Linked DNA regions of Mus musculus: all the other regions are linked to region 1. Evidence: chromatin contacts called from public Hi-C data. All regions are on one chromosome and are shown on one strand. Each heading gives the region's core, a stretch centred on a gene start, on an enhancer-like site or on the middle of the called end of the contact. The rest is flanking DNA. Distances are from core to core; before and after follow the strand shown. Region 1 has its middle 35 kb from the start of Gm40144. Region 2 has its middle 45 kb from the start of Tram1l1. Region 3 has its middle 9.5 kb from the start of Snhg8.

Region 1 (5,031 bases), core at 2,397-4,896:
TTTGCTGAAAGGGCCCTGATATAGCTGTCTCTTGTGAGACTAGGCCGGGGCCTAGCAAACATAGAAGTGGATGCTCACAGTCAGCTATTGGATGGATCACAGGGCCCCCAATGGAGGAGCCAGAGAAAGTATCCAAGGAGCTAAAGAGATCTGCAACCCTGTAGGTGCAACAACATTATGAACTAACCAGTACCCCGGAGCTCTTGACTCTAGCTGCATATGTATCAAAAGTTGGGCTAGTCGGCCATCACTGGAAAGAGAGGCCCATTGGACAGGCAAACTTTATATGCCCCAGTACAGGGGAATGCCAGGGCCAAAAAGTGGGAATGGGTGGGTAGGGGAGTGGGGGGGGGAGGGTATGGGGGACTTTTGGGATAGCATTGGAAATGTAATTGAGGAAAATACGTAATAAAAATATTTTTAAAAAATCTATGATAAATATTTGATAATTGGCAAAGAAAAATCTATGGATATAGAACAGCAAATAACCAAAAGTTTGAGAATTTTGGCTAAGTGTGAAATCGGAACGTGTCAGTTCATTGTCTTTTTGGAACTACAATATTGTGTGGAGTATGCATTAAAGATGAGATAGAAACTATAGATAGCAAATCCCAAGAGTGTCACCAGACTGGAGCAAATTACAAAGCTTAGGTACCACATCTGTTTTCTTAATCACTTCAGCTGAAACGTAGTATTTTGATCTGCAGAGACCTTTAAGTCTATGAAAATCGGAAGTTCAGAGATAAAATGATGTTTTGAATTGTTAAAAATTCAGAGCTTGTAGATATAATAATATTAAAAATATTTATTAGGATTGAGCAGATTACCCAATACAAATCTTTTCTGTAGACCTTGAAATGAGGTACCAACAGACCCCAGAAAGATTTTCTTTCAAATCTGTATCATTGCATCATGATAAGGCTACTTATAAGGCTATCATTATAGCTGCCCCATTGAAGAGTCCTCACCTATAGTCAGCACCCCACTTCCTGTGTCCTATTCATTACTTCTGAACTATTGACTGTTAATAGGTTCTATGGCTGGAAGAATTTCTGTCTGTAGTTGCATATCTATTGTTGAGCGCACCAGGTGCCAAAGGATGACTCCAAATCCATGTTCACACAGACTTCACTGGTTAAAAGAGTGGGCCATAAGACAAAGTGAATAGACATGAACATGAAAAGAAGTCACAGAGAACAGTGAGATGCCTCAGCAAGTAGAGACATACTAATGTTTGGGCCTGACAGCTGAATTCAGTGTGTGGATCACACAAGGTGGTAGGAAAGAAACAAGTTCCACAAGTTGTCCTCTTACCTCCACACACATACCATGACATTCATGCTATTGTGCTCTCTCTCTCTCTCTCTCTCTCTCTCTCTCTCTCTCTCTCTCACACACACACACACACACACATACACACACAGACACACACACAATGGGACTCACTTTCTGAGGTCTGGCTGTTCTTAGTGATTCTTATTATTTCCAGGCCTCTTTTGGTGGATAGAACTAACATAGCTGATATAATGTATATATTTATGTAGATATTATGGATTTCTATGAACTATTACACACATTTTACTACTTTGAGTATAATCATGTCTCCCATTGAAATGACTAGTATTGGAAATATAAAGATAATCCACTTAAAATGCCTAGCCTCCATATATAAGTACTACAATCTATTTAACAAGCAGATTCACTTTCTTACATTATTTGTGATATATTTAGTATCTTTGTGTATTAAAATAAAGATGCTAGCAATCTGGTAACTTTGGGAGGGAATGCAAAAAGATATTAGTGGTAGAAAAATATTAGTAGTAAAATAACAAAAATATGGAAGTATTGATGCCAAACTGAAGTTCTTACCTCAAGGGGGATAAGAAAGATTTCATCATGTAGCCAAATACTGTGGACTAACAGATTTTGGTTTCTTGAAATGCAATATTCCACCCTGGAAGTTGTTACAAGAAATTTTTATTATAGAATAAAGTCATATCAAAGTGTGTCACTTTAATTTTTTCAAATCTCATTTTAAAATGATGGTTCCTAAACACATTAACCTTCCTGTGAGGTTAATGCTAGGTGCTGGGAATTGAACTCAGGCCCCATGACAGTGACAGCGCTGTAAGCTCCCTTAACTGCTGAGTCATTACTCTGGCCTCTGTGCTTGTGTTGCCCAAGGGAGAACCGCTGAGTCATGAAAAGCTCAGGCAAATAACTAAGAAACAGAGGGGTTAGTATAATTAATTTAAACTAATACACTCACCATAATGTCCTATCAAATCAAAAACGACTACTGATACTTCAGAGTATAATTTACTGATTGCTAATTTTTAAAAGTTGTTTGGATACTGACTTGAAGAGTTAAGCAAGGGAGTTCTCCCTGCCTTCTGCCTTCAAGGTTTAAGATGCCACATGCATATGTAAATAACTTCCTAGAATTTTCATTCTTTTCAGAAAAGTGCTGTCTCATTCATTTATTTCATGCATGTGATTGATGTTTCTCTCTCTCTCTCTCTCTCTCTCTCTCTCTCTCTCTGTGTGTGTGTGTGTGTGTGTGTGTGTATGCATGCACAAGTATTTCTGCAAGTCAGAAGGCAACCTTCAGGAGTTTGTTCTTTTCTTCTACCACGTGAACCCTGGTATTGAACTTTGGTCGCTGGACTTGGGGGCAAGCGCCATTATCTGCTGAGCTATTTTATCAGCCCCAAATTTTTATTTTCATATTTATATATACACATGACACACATATATGTGAAAAATTTCACAAAAATACAACTTTTCATAAGGGATTGTTGATAGGGTTGAATAAATTAGTGTTGTTAAAGCACTTTTAATTATGCCTTATATGTTTCTTAAATAAATTATATTTTGTTTTGATATATAATGGTCAAATCTATATTCCTTGAGAATTTCATACATTTTTATAATGTATTTTGTTTAGATTCATTTCCTCAACTCCTCCTGAATCCCTCTCAAACTTTCATTCTTAATGTCACTATGCAGAAAAGCTACCATCTCTTGCCCATTTCCAATAAACTGAGGAAATGAATGTAAGGGGAATAATTTAGGTTTAATAACGCAATCCAATAAAGTGAAAATTAAGTGAAGTAATGAGATGAACTCTCTTGGTTATGCTAGGACATGTGGGAAAGTTCTTTGATACCGTCAATTAATTAAGAAAATAGTAATGGTATTATCAACATCAACAATAATATCTAGGGGTCATTATTTGTCAGGGAAATAATAATTATCATTACATGCAAAAATAAAATCACTGTGAGAAACTAGAGTCAGCCTAATATGCAATCTCATAGAATTGTGCGAATAGAGATGAAATTAAAGACTCCAGTTACTTGTGCAAGGAGCAAAAGTGCTTCATTAGAGAAAAGGTTGGAGAATCATTATCAGTTAGTGTCCTGGCTATCGTGATGCCTTTTGAGTGGTTTCTCCATCATTGATCCACCAGGGGTGATTCTGTGTATGTTGACTTCACACAGGTTGTTGGTTTGTCTTTTCATCCACAGCAGAGCTCAAAATGAGCACAGCTTCCCCACAGAGAAAGCGCCAAGAGCAGTGTAGCTGATCATCTGTGGCAGGAGCTTCCTCCTTCTGCCAGGTGCGCTCCCAGCATGCAGCTGAGAGTGTGGACGCTCACGCTGTGAAAACTCAGCAGAGGGATCTGAAATATTCCTATGTGCTGCGAAAGCAAGTCAGTTTTCACCATGCTCACATCCAGTGCTTCTCTGCGGGATGTGCCCTTTTCAAGCTCGGAAAACTGGTATTTTTTTCCCCCTCGTCGTTTAAATTTTTTTCTAGATAATATTTATGAAATGAGAAATCCACATTTGTAGCTAAGGTAAACCTGCTAACGTCTTTGGATACAATATCCAAAGAATGGCCCATAGCCTAGATGATTACAGAATAATTAGAGCATATGAACAGAGCAGTCGAAACTGCCAAGCAAATCCAATCCATCGTATTGCTATTTGAAAATATTTGTTCTTCATTTGACAGAAAACTTCACAGCTAATGGCAGTGCAGCACCAAGTCACATCTTGGAAGTCTAATTTTATATATTACAGCATGCCGACAGTGTCTAGTTATATACAGACATGCGGATGATTCTGTGGCACGGACTTTGTCAATATGAAGTGGACACATGCCAAACAGTAAATCAGCTGTTTCCCAACTGTCAAAATATCTAATATTTGAAATGTGAATTATTTTATACTTCATTGTTCATCATTGATTTGGATAATTTTCATGTGACTTTAGCAAAATCCAATAGAGGAAAATTTATGTTTTTGCCCCTGCAGAGCAGCATGGGTTTCCCTTTGCCCTAACCATCAACTATTAGCCATTAACATCAGTGTGCACATCTACATTTCTACTTAGAACATTGAATGAGTAATGATGCTGGTATGTACATTATTTATTTTAAAATATTCTCATCAGGGCAGGCTCGAAAAATGACTCGGGTTTAGAGCACAGGCTGCTCTCGAGGATGACCTCGGTTCTATTTATTACCTGTATCCATTTGGTGGATCGCATCTGCAGCTCCAGCCCCTCTTGATTTACAGCCTTATTGGCAATAGGTGTACGTGTGGTGTTCTGACATATATGCAGGCACAACCCCCATATACATAAAATAAATAAACGTAATTAAATAGTAAAATTTTCTCCTCACTCAAAATACAATATTTTCTATTTTATTGACATATATTTATATCATGACATACACAGACACACAGATATGTATGTGCATTCTTATATACACAACATATTTATCCACACACAATCCAAAGGTAAAGAATAAAACAATAATACCTCTGTAAAGAGTTTTAATTTATCTGATGTTAAATAACTCTATGCTTCAATTAAAGTATTAGGTAATAAATCAGATTTCTTTTGAGTCAGTTGAATTACACTAGGACCATTCTGGAATAAAGCTGAAATATCCTTGACGATAAGTTGGTAAAAAGGCACTAGTTTAATACAGTGAGCTACAAACTCTCACGTGACTTC
Region 2 (4,594 bases), core at 316-2,815, 300 kb after region 1:
TTGACATTTGAGCCTGAGCCAAACCATTTACCTTTCTCCTCATATTCTTTTCTGTTTATATATAAATTCTAAAAACTGATGTGCTGTAGTGAATATTGGGAAAATCAAAACAAGACTGTACAGAGAATAAGGTGGAATATCTGTGATTTTTTTATTATTACTATTATTTAGTTTATTATATAATTAGCCACTACTCTTTCCTTTCATCCCTCTAAACTTTCCATATAACCTTCCTTGCTCCCTCTCAATTGCATGGTGTCTTTTAAAGTTAACATATATATATATATATATATATATATATATATATATATATATATATATATATCCATTCATGTGTGTGTGATATGCATACTACAGTGTGGATGTGCACAGCAGAGTATGGATTCAGGGTGTCACTTTTCACTTTCCACCCTGTTAGAGGCAAGGTCTCTCTTGTTTCTGTGACTGCCTGTAGATGAACACTGTAGCATTTACCTTCTTACATAGGTGCTGGGCTCTGATTTCAGGTTGTCGAGTTTGCCCAGAAAGTACTTTGCCCCACTAAGCCCGCTCTCTGGCTCCAAATCAGCAATGGACTTTTAATTTCTCTATACTTTTCTGCTTGTAATTCTTAATGCTGATTATTGAAGTGACAGGACCCAGAATCACCAGGAAAACAAAACTGTGAGTGTGCATAAGGGGTTTGTAGATTGGGCGAGCAGAACTATCCTCACTACAGGCAAGACCCACAATGCCATAGGCTAGAATCCTCCAGTGAGTGAAAGGTAGAAAGCTGAGTAACAGTGGTCCCTGCGCCCTGTTTTGTGACTGCAGATGCAGTGAGACCGACCGCTGCCTTGTATTTCTGCGCCATGTTTGCCCTGGTGGTGCACTGGACCCTCAGACTGTGAGCCAAACTAGACCCTTCCGTCCTTAAGTTGTCATGCATTGTGTTCACAATATTAAAACTGTAGTACACTGCTGTGTATGGATAGGATATTTTCTTTGTCTCTGATTCTCAAAAAATTGTATAAGACCCAAAATACCCGTCTTAAGACTATGGACAGATATAGTTTACATTTTAACTTACCAACTTCTAACATATTTCTTTGAGTTTAAAAAAAAATACGCTTGATACTCTTCTTCTTAACAGAGATTGATGATAAAATATTCACTTTATTTCATTTATTTTAAGGGCTCTTTAATTTATTTGTCAGAATTTATTTAATATTTTCTATTATCTTTCATAATTTAATATGAAATCACTAACATACTTTTCAGTTTATTTCCATTTCAGGATGTTCTTAGTATATTATGAAGTGGAACTTTAATGATATGTCTATTTCTTCTGAATTATTGAATGTCTCTCCGGTCTTTCATTTTGGGATTTTTGCGGAGTTAGTATTTTATGAAGATAGATTTTTATGAAGATGAATTAAGGGTCGTCAAAACTGCCTTCATCTACCCCCTGTGCGGATCGTAGAAAGCAGAATATTAGATTGGAAGCTTCCTTCTGAGTTAGAAGGTCCCGCAGCATCAAAATCCTCTCTGTGTGATCTGAGAATTCTGCGGAAGCATTTTCTGCTTTAAAACCAGCTCCTGTTTCCCTGGGGTTTCCAGCCGCGATTGCAAATGCGGTTCCTGGAGCTACATTGCCCCCATGCGACCGAACAGGAGAACGGCACAAAAAATGAAACCTTTGGTTTTTGTGTTTGTTTGTTTGTTTGTTTGTTTTTAGATATTTTCTTTATTTACATTTCAAATGTTTTTCCCTTTCCTGATTTCCCTTCCGAAAATCCCTATCCCATCCCACTCCCCTTGCTCACCTCCAAACCCACTCCCACTTCCTGGCCCTGGCATTCCCCTACACTGGGGCATTGAGCCTTCACAGGACCAAGGACCTCTCCTCCCATTGATGACCGACTAGGCCATCCTCTGCTACATATGCAGCTGGAGCCATGGGTCCCTCCATGTGTGCTCTTTGGTTGGTGGTTTAGTCCTAGGGAGCTCTGGGGGTACTGGTTGGTTCATAGTGTTGTTCCTCCTATGGGACTGCAAAACCCCTTCAGCCCCTTGGGTCCTTCCTGTAGTTCCTTCATTGGGAACCCTGCAGAGCAATTTTTAAAATATGTATTTTTACATTTCCTTAAATCAGTGTATAATGTATTAGATAGGATATAGTGTACTAGGCAGGACATTTTCAGGTAGCATGTGTTTTTGTGATTCTCTGTCTGCCTCTCTCGAAACAGCCTGTTCTCTCCGTGTAGCAATCCCCGCCACCCCCCTCCCACCCCAACTTTTTAGCTTATTCTCCATCATTCCTGACCAACTCATGTTACCGTTTTGAGGTTTTCTTTCTAGAATTTGGAATTTACCCCCCCCCCCCACACACACACACACATCTGTTTACATATATACAAGTAGACATTAAAGGCTTGGGTGTGAATACGGGAGAGAACATGGGTATTTTTGTCTTTCTGAGTTTGGGTCACGTCGCTCAGCATATTTTCTCTTTGATTTCACACTGGGAAGCTGCCATTCAGTGAGAACCGCGTGCCCACACTGGAAAAGTGAGTCGCAAACACCCCGTGTCATTTACTTTGATTGAGGACATTTGTGGAGAGGTTTACTGTTCGGTGGGTAGAATTTTTCTGTACTAGCTTTAAAATCCTAACTAGGTTTTTTGTTTTTTTTGGGGGGGGTCTTTTTTGTTTGTTTGTTTGTTTGTTTTTGTATTCTTGGGCAGCTCAAGTCTTTCTGAGCACCGATCCAACGCTACAGGCTCCCACTCACTGCATCCTCGGTGTGTGAGTCCACGATACTCTTTGTTTCAGTAAACATTTGCTTTCGTTCAACATGGAATTGGTCAGATTTGGTCATGTACCTATATCTGTACCAATACAATTTTATTGTTCTTCCTCTTTACAAACCATGACCGTATTTTTATCTGGAATCTTACAGCTAGCACGGAATTTGCTTCGGCACAGCAGATTTCCTCCAGTATTACCGATGCTATCAGCCTGCTGAATACAAACTCTCTTTTCTAGGTTCAAAAATCTTCTCTCTGCCTTTGTGCTGACAGATATTAGTTGAGTAGAGAATTCTATATTGATAATTTTCCCCTTTCTGGTCCCATTCCACTCTCTTTACTGCTTTGAAAAGTAGTTCAGCTGCTGGCTCTTTATTTCTATGCACAATTTTGCCAATAATTTTGAGTAATTCTATTATTACGTGTTGTCATAGGGATCATCCTTTGACTACTTCTCATACATGCTTAATTAGCTACGTTAATTTATGTGTTTACAGTTTTCCATCTAATTTGGGAGGATTTTAACATAGTTTTTCAAATTGATTTTTTTAAATTAAAGGTTACTTGTAAGCTTTCAAAAGAAATGATCTATACTAGTTTTAAGTGGACATATATGTGTATATGTAGGCATGTGTGTGCATATATGTTGAGGTAAGTGTACCAGAATGCAGGTGCCAGAGGGGATCAGACGTATTGGATCCCCTGCAGTTGGAGTTGCAAGAATTTGTGAGCCACCTACTGTGAGTGCTGAAAAGTGAATTCTGCTCTTCTGGACCATCTCTCCAACTCCATCTCTAAGTTTAAAAGAAACCTCACAACTTACCATTTTCCATTCTTTTCTTGATCATTTTTCTTTTCTCCTAGCTCCCTTCTCTTGCTTCCTTGAAATAAGAATCTATTACCTGGATTGACCCAGACTCAAGCAATTTTTCTGTTTTTTGTTTGTTTGTTTGTTTGGTTTTTAAATTTTGATATTTTATTTATTTATTTATTTATTTATTTATTTATTTATTTACATTTCACATATTATCCCCTTTTCCTAGTTTCCCTTCTGAAAACTTCCTATCCCATTTCCTCTCCCCCTGATTCTATGAGGGTGCTCTGCCACTCACCCACTCCAATCTTACCACCACGGCATTCCCCTACACTGGGGCATCGAGCCTTCACAGGACCAAGGGCCTCTCTTCTCATTGATGCCTGACAAGGCCATCTTCTGCTACTTATGCAGCAGGAGCCATGTGCACTCTTTGGTTGGTGTTTTAGTCCCTGGGAGGTCTGGAGGAGGGGGTCTGGTTGGTTCATATTGTTATTCTTCGTATGGGGTTGCAAACCCCTCCATCTCTTTCCGTCCTTTTTCTAACTCCTCCATTGGGGACCCTGTGCTCAGTCCAATGGTTGGTGGCAAGCCTCCTCCTCCTCTGTGTTCGTCAGGCTCTGGCAGATCCTCTCTGGAGACAGCTATATTAGGCTCCTGCTAGCAAGCACTTCTTGTTGTCTGCAATAGTGTCTGGTTTTGATGCCTGTATATGGGATGGATCCCCAGGTGGGGCAGCCTCTGAAAGGCTTTTTCTTCAGTCTCTACTCTACTCTTTGTCTCTTATTTCCTTTAGACAGGAGTTCTTTTGGGTTAAGTATTTGGAGATGAGTGGGTGGCCCCATCCCTCAACTTGGGGCCTTGGCTAACCTTGGATATGGTCTCTACAGGTTCCCCTTTGCCTTTGTTGAGCATTTCAACTAATTTCATCCCCTTTGGGTCCTGGGAGCCTCTTCCTTTCCTGGTATCTGGGACTTGCTGGTGGCTATCTC
Region 3 (4,770 bases), core at 249-2,748, 460 kb before region 1:
AAAAAACTATGTTTTTTCTGTTTGACTACATTTGTGTATGCAAAATTATTATTTAGGTAACCTTTAATATAGCTTATTAAAGGGAAGTTCTTGTTTTGGGGGATTGTAAACTACTTAATGCTTTCATAAAATCATTTGGCAATTTAGTTGTTACTTGTTGCTTTAGTTGCTTGTCACAATATACATTATAGATGCTTCCTGAGACATTTACTCTGTTAGCCCATTCCCCAAATCTTTGAGCCACTGTCTGTCCTTAAGGATTATAGCTGTGTAGAACAGTGAGATGGATTGATATTTACGTGTCAATTTTAGAGAGCCACTAGGTGGCGATGTTATCCTATTATTTAGTTGCATGTAAACCCTAGAAAATGAATACATTGATTTATTATTGACCGTGATTTTATTGATGTAATTTATTGTGAATAATGACATGAAAGTGCCAGCATTCTTAATGGCTCTGCCAGCCTGCCCCATGAACTTTGTTTTATATAATAATGAGTGAGTTTAGAAAATGATGAGTTTTGGAAATTTGATTTTATTATAAAGCAACAACTTCACAGCATAGCCTAAAACTAAAACTAAAACTAAAACTAAAACTAAAACTAAAACTAAAACTAAAACTAAAACTAAAACTAAAACTAAAACTAAAACTGAAACAACTAAAACTAAAACTAAAACTAAAACAACTAAAACTAAACACTACAGGCCTTTCTTCTGTAAGATTCTATTTTATTTTTAATTGTGTGTATGTGTGTGTTTGCATGTGGGTTTGTGTATATGAGTGTAGAGGTCAGAAGGGAGCTTCGGATTCCGTGGAGGTAGAGTTACAGGTAGTTGTGAACTGCCTGAAAAGAATGCTGGGACCTAACCCAGGCCCCCTGTGAGAGCAGCAAGCACTCCTAAGCATTGTGTATTGGAATGGTTTACACGCTGTGGTCCAGCTAGCCAAACAATGGCTGTCTACCAATGGAAGGTCCAAGAATCCAGTAGTTGTTTGGTACATGAGTCTGGGTGGGTGTGTCAGCTGGTTTGCAGTACATGCCAACATCCCAAGGTAGGCTCTAGTGCTGGTGAAAGAATGGCTTTACTAGGGAGATAGAGCAAGCAGAGCAAGAGAGAGCAAGCTTCCCTTATGTCTTTCATATAAACTGTCAACAGAAGGTGTGGCCCTAGATTAAAGGTGGATCTTTCCCACCTCAAAAGACCTGGATTAAAGATATATCTTCCTGCCTCAAAGATTTGGACTAGAAATGTGTCTTCCCACTTCATTTAATTAAGAAAACAATTTCTTAGTCTTTAAGTTAATTCCAGATGTAGTCAGGTTGATAAACAAGAATAGCCATCATACATATTAAGTTGATAAGTAAGTAGCAGTTTTAACTCATCTGATGCTGTCTGAATTATTGGTAATTCATTGTTAATGGGAAGTATATATAAATGGACAACTACTGACGTGATGTTTCTGCTTGGTCCACCAGAGGGCGAAGAGGCAGCCTATTCATCTTACCATGCCAGCTCTGTTTCTATGTTGCATGCTCAATTCAATGCTTCTTGTTCAAATGGGAAAGCCAAGATGGGAAACGATAGACACCTGCATATGGCCTGCATAAGGAAAGAAGGACCTTATGTTGCAGCACTACTGACAGTGCTCGACTTTGGCCAATTCTTGGCTGTATCTCTGCCAAGATTGTCCTCATCCACTAGGGGAATGCCTCCCGGATTTTATAATGGAAGTAATTCCACAGAAATGGCCAACCTTGGCCCTGTTTCCTATTGCCCAATATTTATAATTAGAACAGATGATCACTGTGTTGAATTAGAAAATTAGATTTCATTTCCTTTCTTTTTGGTCAGAAACCAAGGATTATAGTGATTTTACTGATTAATTCTGTTTCATTTCTTAAATGGAATCAATCTCTCTCTCTCTCTCTCTCTCTCTCTCTCTCTCTCTCTCTCCCTCTCTCTCTCTCTCTATTAAGATGTGGTCTCCTCTATGCCGGGGCCTAGCAAACACAGAAGTGGATGCTCACAGTCAGCTATTGGATGGAACACAGGAACCCCAATGGAGGAGCTAGAGAAAGTACCCAAGGAGCTAAAGGGATCTGCAACCCTATAGGTGGAACAACATTATGAACTAACCAGTACCCCGGAGCTCTTGACTCTAGCTGCATATGTATCAAAAGATGGCCTAGTCGGCCATCACTGGAAAGAGAGGCCCATTGGACAAGCAAACTTTATATGCCCCGGTACAGGGGAACGCCAGGGCCAAAAAGGGGGAGTGGGTGGGTAGGGGATTGGGGGTGGGTGGGTATGGGGGACTTTTGGTATAGCATTGGAAATGTAAATGAGCTAAATACCTAATAAAAAATGGAAAAAAAAAAGATGTGGTCTCCTGTATCCCAGGGTAGCTTGAGCTTGCCAAGTAACTGAGGCTGACTTGAACTTTGGACTTCCGTTCTTTCTCCGCTCTGTCCCAAGTATTGGGATAACAGACACTAACAGCCGTGTGTCTTTCTGCTGACCATATCATGCTGGACATCAAACCAAAGGCTTCATACACACTAGGCAAGCACTGTACCAGCTGAGCTACATTCCAGAGAATCTTAATATTCCTCTTTACTCAAGTAAGAGAAAGACTTTGGATGCTCTTCAATTATATGAGTTTTAGTAGGTTTTTGTCTCAGAAAATTTACAGAAATCCAAGTAGACTCAGACCTAGCGTTGGAGACAACACAGGCATTTGTGTATTTCTCTAGTTGAAAACTCTCTTTTATCTGTATGCGAGTTTATGTCAACAAGTAGTACAGAGTAAAAATCAGAAAGTTCCCGAAGTTCAGAACTCAAATTTGATAAAAATGAGTAAGAATTTTCAAAAAGTACCTAATTCTTTTTAGGTACTAAACGAAACAGAGCTGTATAAGAAAGCAGATTGAATGGGAAGAAAGGACTTGCACATCCATAATGGCTACCTATTGTGCCTTGTGGATGTCATAGTAGAGTGCAGCTACTTCTTGCTGAAGACTCTCATGTTCACAAACCCAGGCGGTCCTTGGAATCATTTGAGGATGGAGAGATGGCTCAGCAGTTAAGAGAGAGCTTGTTGCTCATGAGGCCCCGGAGTGCAAAGTCCAATAGCACATAACAACCAAGCATCCTGCAAATGTCCGTAACTGTCTCCAAGGGATGCAAGGCCCTCAGCAGGGTTTTCTGAGCACACAAGTGTGCATACTCACACCTACACATAAACACACACACACACACACACACACACACACACACACACGTAATATGAATCTTAAGCCCCCTTTTTCATTTATAGAGTGAAACAGGCAGACTTTTGTGATGTTAAGGAATATATGGTAAATAGCATTGCTGGGAAGGCAGGCATGCTTCTTTGGTTTTACACTTTATTTTGATGACTTTATTATGAATTATTTTATTTAAAGGCCGTGGAACTTAATACGACAACGGAATAAGAACCTCCAGTCCGATTCCTTATCACCTCATTGAAGGCTTTTGTTAAGTTAAGCAGTCCACACATAGAGGCATCTGTTAGAAGGTCCTTAAACAGTCTCAAAGCAGCTTGACATTCTGTACATGAAGTTAAAAGGTCAAGATCCGCCTCAACCAAAGCCTCACATCAAGGCTTAGCTGTACGTCCCTGAGTGTCCCTTTATGCTACGGTCATGTGCCGTCCCCAGGGACCCTCACCGTTCCTTAGGCCCTAGAATCTGAACACTGGCAAGAGCCATTTTCCTGTCACCGCGGGGCAGTGGTGATCTTGCTGTAATTGGAAAGCTAAGTGAATGGCTTGCTCTTTGAAGACGTGCAGTTTAGAGCAGGGCACCATCACAGTTAACGCCGATTGTCAACCTCACAGGCTCTCAATCGACTCTAGAGACAAACCCCTGGATACACTTATGAAGGAGTCTCTAGGCTGGTTTGACTGAGGAAGGAGGCCTGTCCTTTGATGATGTCCATGGGCCCAGATCTCAGACTGAAAGCGAGCGAGTTCCAGCTTTCATTTCTCTGCTTCCTGTCCGTCTGTACCACGTGACCAGCTCCTTCCTCCTCTTGCTGCCTTACTCTTCCCCAGCCCAAGAGGCTGTACCTCGAGCCCAAATGAATCCTTTATTCCTTAAGTTCGTTCCGTAGCGTATGTTCTGTCGCGTATTTTGTTACAGCAAGGAGAAACGTAACTAATAGAACATCTTATCCCCAAATTCAACGAGGTGAATAAGGGATTGAATGGTGTTTCCTAGGCAAAGCTTGTAAGCCAGACCGGAAATCATTGTTATCTATACAGACTGCAGCATCGTTCCCTAATTTAACGGAAACATTTTCAAGAGTGCAGCCAATATGTCTTCAAAGGCTATAGGGGAGTTTTTGAATCCATGAAGGAACATACCCTGCAGTGTTGAAGAGTGCTTTCTGATTTAGGGTCTACCCATTTGAAGGCAAAACGTAACTGTGACCGGCCATCAGGAGAATGCAAAGGCATCTTGCATTAAGGACAGTAAGCCATTTTCATTGTGCTGCTAATTCAAAAGAGTGAAGGGGATTTGGCACTGTGTGGGAGAGTGTCCTGGGCAATTTTACTAATAGGTCGTAGGTATTGAACAAAATGATATTCCTTTAAATAGACTTAAAGAAAAAAAAACTGGCAGAATAGGAACATTTTTAAGGAGACAGGCATGGCTGAATCAAATTGCTTTTTAGAAGTGTGTGGAACATGGTTTGGATTTGCTTAAGTGCCTCCAAAAGCCCTGC

What was found. A called contact is a pair of places that touch in the nucleus more often than the background predicts.
Region 2: a contact with region 1 is called in a Hi-C map of cerebellar granule neurons, with 2.6 times the contacts expected there. The contact joins two enhancer-like sites. A contact is called at or near these places in 5 of 484 Hi-C or Micro-C datasets (brain, cerebellar granule neurons and cerebellum) and 1 of 115 datasets of contacts at active chromatin or transcription factors (the NIH/3T3 cell line).
Region 3: a Hi-C map of cerebellum shows a contact between it and region 1, with 4 times the contacts expected there. The contact joins two enhancer-like sites. A contact is called at or near these places in 3 of 39 promoter capture datasets (the 3T3-L1 cell line and hippocampal neurons), 5 of 484 Hi-C or Micro-C datasets (Th2 cells, cerebellar granule neurons and cerebellum) and 1 of 115 datasets of contacts at active chromatin or transcription factors (embryonic forebrain).

What each region holds. Positions count from the first base shown.
Region 1 is chr3:123,970,390-123,975,420 of GRCm38.p6, forward strand. No RefSeq gene overlaps it. Among named protein-coding and RNA genes, the nearest start is that of Gm40144, 35 kb to the right of the region's middle. Within about 2 kb of position 3,647, at least 6 of the 459 cell types and tissues checked have an H3K27ac peak or open chromatin away from gene starts, as enhancers often do. A contact at or near this core is called in cerebellar granule neurons and cerebellum, where this site is marked.
Region 2 is chr3:124,273,541-124,278,134 of GRCm38.p6, forward strand. No RefSeq gene overlaps it. Among named protein-coding and RNA genes, the nearest start is that of Tram1l1, 45 kb to the right of the region's middle. Within about 2 kb of position 1,566, at least 27 of the 459 cell types and tissues checked have an H3K27ac peak or open chromatin away from gene starts, as enhancers often do. A contact at or near this core is called in cerebellar granule neurons and cerebellum, where this site is marked.
Region 3 is chr3:123,515,478-123,520,247 of GRCm38.p6, forward strand. No RefSeq gene overlaps it. Among named protein-coding and RNA genes, the nearest start is that of Snhg8, 9.5 kb to the left of the region's middle. Within about 2 kb of position 1,499, at least 4 of the 459 cell types and tissues checked have an H3K27ac peak or open chromatin away from gene starts, as enhancers often do. A contact at or near this core is called in cerebellum, where this site is marked.